Linked DNA regions of Zea mays: region 2 is linked to region 1. The links are chromatin contacts, called in public Hi-C maps. All regions are on one chromosome and are shown on one strand. The core of a region is the stretch at or near the end of the contact, and the rest is flanking DNA. Distances in the headings are between cores, read along the strand shown.

Evidence for each region. A called contact is a pair of places that touch in the nucleus more often than the background predicts.
Region 2: a Hi-C map of ear shows a contact between it and region 1, with 4 times the contacts expected there. The contact joins two enhancer-like sites. A contact is called at or near these places in 2 of 25 Hi-C or Micro-C datasets (ear and tassel).

What each region holds. Positions count from the first base shown.
Region 1 is chr8:10,725,337-10,728,474 of Zm-B73-REFERENCE-NAM-5.0, forward strand. No RefSeq gene overlaps it. Among protein-coding and RNA genes, the nearest start is that of LOC100194121, 6.9 kb to the left of the region's middle. Within about 2 kb of position 1,490, at least 17 of the 20 cell types and tissues checked have an H3K27ac peak or open chromatin away from gene starts, as enhancers often do. A contact at or near this core is called in ear and tassel, where this site is marked.
Region 2 is chr8:10,862,705-10,865,509 of Zm-B73-REFERENCE-NAM-5.0, forward strand. No RefSeq gene overlaps it. Among protein-coding and RNA genes, the nearest start is that of MIR159a, 51 kb to the left of the region's middle. Within about 2 kb of position 1,492, at least 5 of the 20 cell types and tissues checked have an H3K27ac peak or open chromatin away from gene starts, as enhancers often do. A contact at or near this core is called in ear and tassel, where this site is marked.

The sequences.
Region 1 (3,138 bases), core at 240-2,739:
TTAGTTTTTTTAACATTTAAATGCGTGTGAGAGGGGCATGACGACGGTGCAAACCGTGAAATAATGGAAACCGGTGATTTTATATAGACCATGTTTGGGACCGTGAAATTGTGGAAACTTGTGCTTTATAAAGACCACGTTTAGGACAGCTCTAACTTCATAAAATTTGGTGGAGCAGGTCATTAGGTGCTCTAGCCTTTAGAAGACATAAGTTATTTGTTTATTATTTAGATTAAACATTTTTAAAACTATTTAAATTGATATTATAAAATACAGGTCCATACCAGAGCCGGAGCCATCTCAAACATCCTGTAGTAGCGATAGCCATCCAATTTACATTCAGCACACATCATCAAATGGTACAGCAGTTCATGGTACAGCAGTTCGAACAACTGTTTTTAATATGAACATTTATATGTTGCCAAGATGGTTTCCATGCTTTGCAAATATCTCTCTAACTGCTCCCATGCTGTCTCATAGGCGGTCGTGTTCAGGTTCAACGCGACCGCTAATCTATGCCTCGCTCTCTTATTAAATTCTCTGTTTTTGTACACTGCGTATCCTGGTTTGTTATACAGCAATATAAAGCATATTATATCATACGGTCACCGTATAAATCTACTGTTGAATTCAACATAATAAGAAATTTTCCCCACTTTATTATCTACTGCGATTTTTAAAGATCCAACCAAAACAAATATGTAAAAAAACTTCTGGTGGAAACAGTCAAGAAGGTCATGTGTCCAATTTTGATAGATGAGAAAATAGCCGTGTCTAGTTTTAGGGCTAGTTTGAGAGCCACAAAACCGGAGAAAATTGGAGTGGATCCAATCACCTTCGGTATTTAGACTTCCAAACTAGCCCTTATAGACGAGAGATAGAGAGGGAAAACTGATTATTTTAGTAACCACAAGGGCGGTAAAATAGACTTTTTTTTTTCTTCTTCTAGCTCTAGCCTAATATTTTACGGGGACATGAATTGGGATGGCAGTGTTAGGCTTATTTTGTACGGGCCGCAAACCAGGAGTCCCCGCATGCGGTGCAACGGGCCACGCGTAGGCCATCATGCATGAACGGGCCTTCTAGGAGGACCAGTTTGATGGTGGCAGGCCCAACACCTGAGAACCGAACGGCCTGTGAACAAACCCGGCCTGTGGCTCCGCCTGTCGTTCCGTCGGGCCACGGCCCACGTATTACAGGAGGACGTGGGTTTGGGCCCTCTACAAATCCTTTTTGCACTTACCACAGACAAGAGTAGTAAGCCAGAGTCAGCTATAGATTTTTGTTTGTTGTTGTTGTTGAAACGTTGCTGTAGTAGTCTGTAGAAAATCTGGAGCTTTTTTTCTTTCATCACTGCCTGTCCATGCTACTCCAAGTCAAACTTTTGAAAGCAGCCAAGGAAAAACACGAGTCTATCTCTCACAGGAGACTGGACTGGTTGTTATTGTCGCTAATAAAGCACGGGTGCGCTGCGCGCCGAGACTTCTGAATTTGCCAGACTCTGCGAAGTGACAACTGACAACCAACCAGACGTCCAGGTACGTAGTGCCCCTGTGGGTGGGCCCTGTGGCCGGGTTTAAAAAAAATGTACTACTCCATGGTTAGTTCTTTTTTTACAGACGTTAAATGCTGCCGGTGGCATTAGTGCCCGAAAAAAATTTGGTGCAGCACTGCTGCAAACCAGAGTGGTTTACAGCCTCTCACAAAAAGGATGATAGACCCCACCTGTAGATCCACCAGATAACATTTTTGTTGCTGCGAGTAGGGTCTATCCTCTTTTTTGTGAGGGGCTGCAAACACTCTGGTTTGCAGCAGTGCTGCACCAAATTTTTTTCCGTGCCCGAAAAAAATTTGGTGCAGCACTGCTGCAAACCAGAGTGGTTTACAGCCTCTCACAAAAAGGATGATAGACCCCACCTGCAGATCCACCAGATAACATTTTTGTTGCTGCGAGTAGGGTCTATCCTCTTTTTTGTGAGGGGATGCAAACACTCTGGTTTGCAGCAGTGCTGCACCAAATTTTTTTCCTTAGTGGCTAGGCATCACGATCGCCAGAATTCGAACGGATAAAGATTAGGCAGGCGCGGGGCGCCGGAGAGGGACGTGCCGATAAGCCATGTGACATGAATTACTGGCACGGCACGTACGCCCAGCGGACAAAACATCATCATCGTTTCTAAATTAGACCCTGGGGCGGGGTCAAGAATTAACCGACGACGAATCGGGTTCCTAGGAGCAGTCCCAACTCCCAACTATTCACGTCATACAGTTTTTATAATATTAGGGGGTGTTTGGTTAGAGGGACTAAAGATTAGTCTCTAGTTTTTAGTCTTATTTAGTCTATTTTTTGCCAAACACTAGGACTAAAATATGAACTACAATGATTTAGCCTTTAGTCCTTCAAATATGTGCTAAAAAGGACTAAACCATATTAATTTCACATTTACCCTCGTTTAGTTCAATTGTACTAATAGCAGGAGAATGTTAAAGATCATTTTAGTCTTCTTATGAGTCATTTAGTATATTCTTACTATTTTTAGCCTCTAGAACCAAACATGTTAGGGACTAAACTTTAGTCCCCTAACTAAACTTTAGTCCTTAGACTAAAGAAACCAAACATGGCCTTAATTCAATTGTTACATAAACTAAAAGATGATATGACAATCAATTAAACGAAGAAAAAGTAAAAAAATAGGTATTACATAAGACTTGAGTTTCAACACGATGTCCAAGACACAATTAGAGAAGATGGGTATGGGTATTAAATCCAGTTAATTAATATTGATATTTTCTTGATGGTGTAAAGGGCTAGAGGCTATATAAAGTAGTGGCTTGGGTTGGAATCGCTCTAATCGATTTAGGGTGGAACAGATGTCACTCTCGGTCACGTGTGAGGTGAAAGGAAAATAGGGTCAGTGGTGGTTGAATTGTCCAACACAAATAATTGGACTAATTAGTTTGCTCTAGATTATATATTCTACAGGTGCCAAAGGTTTAGCTCAAAAGAATAAAAAGATTAAAGTTAGGGTTCAAAAGAAAGGAGCAAAAGAAACCGAAGAGAACTCTGGTCTGGCGCACCGGACTGTCCAGTGCCCCAGGGTCCGTACAAGCCAAATGCTTCACCTTAGGGTTTCTGAG
Region 2 (2,805 bases), core at 242-2,741, 140 kb after region 1:
TAAACTCACTTTTGTATAACCCCTCGTAAGGAAGAGTGTATAAGAATCGAGAGTAAGTCGGCCAGTAACCCCTAATCATCATTCTAGTCACGCCTCGATCGCCTCACGTGTGCTTTTCCAGCATGTGTGATCAAGTCGAGCCATGCTAAGTATTTGATGAAATGGGTTGGTCGCGAAGTCAACATCAATGGATCTCTCCATTGATATTTTCTCGAATCTCTATCATCTTTTATGGACTTGGATTCTCTGGCTAACACGAGTTAACTGTGATGTTGTTCGACATTCACACCCGTCTCGTGTGCTATGAACTTACTGTGACCACTTGTTGGTAAGCCTCCTTCTGTGTGTTTTACCCAAGATGGTGCATCTGATTCTGTTTGGGTAAAATCGCGTATTTACCGCTCGCTCAACAGACTCAGATAGTGCAGTGTCATCAGAAAAAGCAAACTGCACACATGGAACCTTATGTGTTCTTCTGGCAGACAATGTCTCTATTGTTGGACATCTCTAAATTAGCTTATGGCAATACATGTTATGTCCACTAGAGAAACAACATCCTGAGACACCCGCCTTTATTTGGAAATGCCTCACGATTATCGCTGATATGAACATGGGTTACATACTTCTCTATCCTTAGAAGTCTTTCGCTCCGAATCTCGGGACGAGATTCTTTTAAGGGGGGAGGGCTGTAACACCTATGGTGTTTATATTCTGCTCGACAACGGGTATGGATCTAAGCACGTAATATCAGTGGATAAAATGGATGCTACATTCTAATCATTTTCGCCTATCGCGATTTTAATATCGCATTTGTTTCGTTTGTCGCGAGCGCGACATCATTTTTATTTCTATCTGTCCGAGCTCTTCCGAAATTTTCGTGATGTTCGGAACATAGCTGTTTCGAAAATCGGTGCGTCCGATGATTAATTAAAATTCGTCGCTCGCGCGAATGCGAATTCGGAAACTCGACCCACTCGGATGATTTTATTCCGAACAGATGAAAAAGAACTCGACGATTAAAATGTTCGAGGCAAAATAATTTGTATCGCACGTTGTCCGAGAAAAATCGTGCGTGAGGTTATAATCCAATTAATTCTTCAGCACGCGGTTTCGACGACAAAATCGCGTGTACATTAGCGGCTCTGGTTTCGGCTAATCACGCGAGCAGATTAAAATACCGAAGCCGAACTCGTTGCAATTTGGTCCGTTTACATCGTGGCCGGAATAGTCACGAAAATTACACAACGAGATTCGGACAGAACCGTCTAAGCTGTTATTCCTTTGATTTCCGTTTCGTGATTCGAAAAATAGAGTGTGTAGCTGTTTGCCGTCTTACGCGTCAACACTTTAATCGTCGCTAAAAATCACAATTCAAAAATACCTGTGATTCCTTATAAAAAGAAAAAAATAAAAAATCTTCAGCCTGGCCTTATCCCGTCGCTGTGCTCGTACCCAGCCGTTCTGATATTTCTTCCAACCACCGCTCCCTGCTTCCTATCTACGCAGCGCTCTGGTCGGCTGGTCCTCATCCCTCCAGTACGCGAGACTTCTTCCTTGATCCTTCCCTCCGCCGCGCGCTGTGGAAGTCTCTGGCCGCCCATCCTGCGTACGCCACCGCTCTACTCGATCTTCAGCTCCAGCAGCGCGATATTTTTCCGCTCGGCGTCGTCCTCATCTCCTTCCCCGACGCTGCGCTCTCTCTCTTGGTTTCCTGCTCGCCTCTCTCTCTCTCTCCCTATTTATCTCACACGCGCTCAACTTCCTTGCTTCAACTTTCTGGCCGTGCGAGCGCAGTCGGCCGCGGCAGCCAACGCGTGGGCGTGCGGAGGCGCGCGCCATGGGGCTGGACGTGCACGTCCCTGGCAGGTTTCAGCTCCAGCGCGTCGTCCTCCATAGCCGCCGTGTGCTCGCCAGCGAGCTCCTCCCTTCTCCCTGCAGCTTGCCGAGCTCGCCGGCGTTTCTCCCGCTCCCTGGTGGCCGAGCCTGGCCCCTGCGCCCTGCTGCAGCCCGTCGTCACCTTGCTGCTCGCCGTCCGCGCGCCACTTCGCCCATGGCAGCCACGCCTGCTCCCTTCGCCGCGCGTCGTGTTTCCTGCTTGTTAGCGCGCCCTCTCGGCTCGCTCGGCTTTAAAATCCCTATCTTATCGTTAACCTCGCCGCGACTTAGTTCGTTGTCGCGCCGTTCGCCGTCGAGTCTCGCTACCCATCGCGAAGTCCCCTGCTGTCAGCCTCCGCACATGTCCTAAGCCGTCGTAGCCAGTTTGCCTCTATCTCGTGGTGGTGTTGCGCTGTCGTCGAGTCCCGATATCGATCTGGTTGTCGTCGAAGTGAAGCTTAGTTTAATGATCGCCAAGGGTTCGATCAAAGATTTTATTCGGAGACTGTCGACGTTCTCGCAAGCTTAAAGTCGGACTTACTTTGGATGATAAGTCTCTGATGTTCGAGAGAGGCGAGGCCTGTAACCGCTCTCTTGGGACTCAACCAAATATCTAAACTGGAAAACTGTCATCGCCCTCGCGGATATCGAATCAAATCAGTATTGGTAAGCCAATTTATTATTTCGGTTAATCAAATTAGATTAGCTAGATTTATTAGTCGTAATAATTCTCGTGTTTAGCAGACGCGTCGTGTCTGTGTTAGATGTTTGCTAAAGTACCTCAACACCTCCGATAACGTAATCGTGTGAAATAACCGCGTAATATGGTACCCCTTAGATCTAAAATGCAAGATAAATGAAATATTTAATTTAGTGGACTTATGCATAATAGCTGATGAATTATTCAGAATAGTTCTATCGTTGAATAAA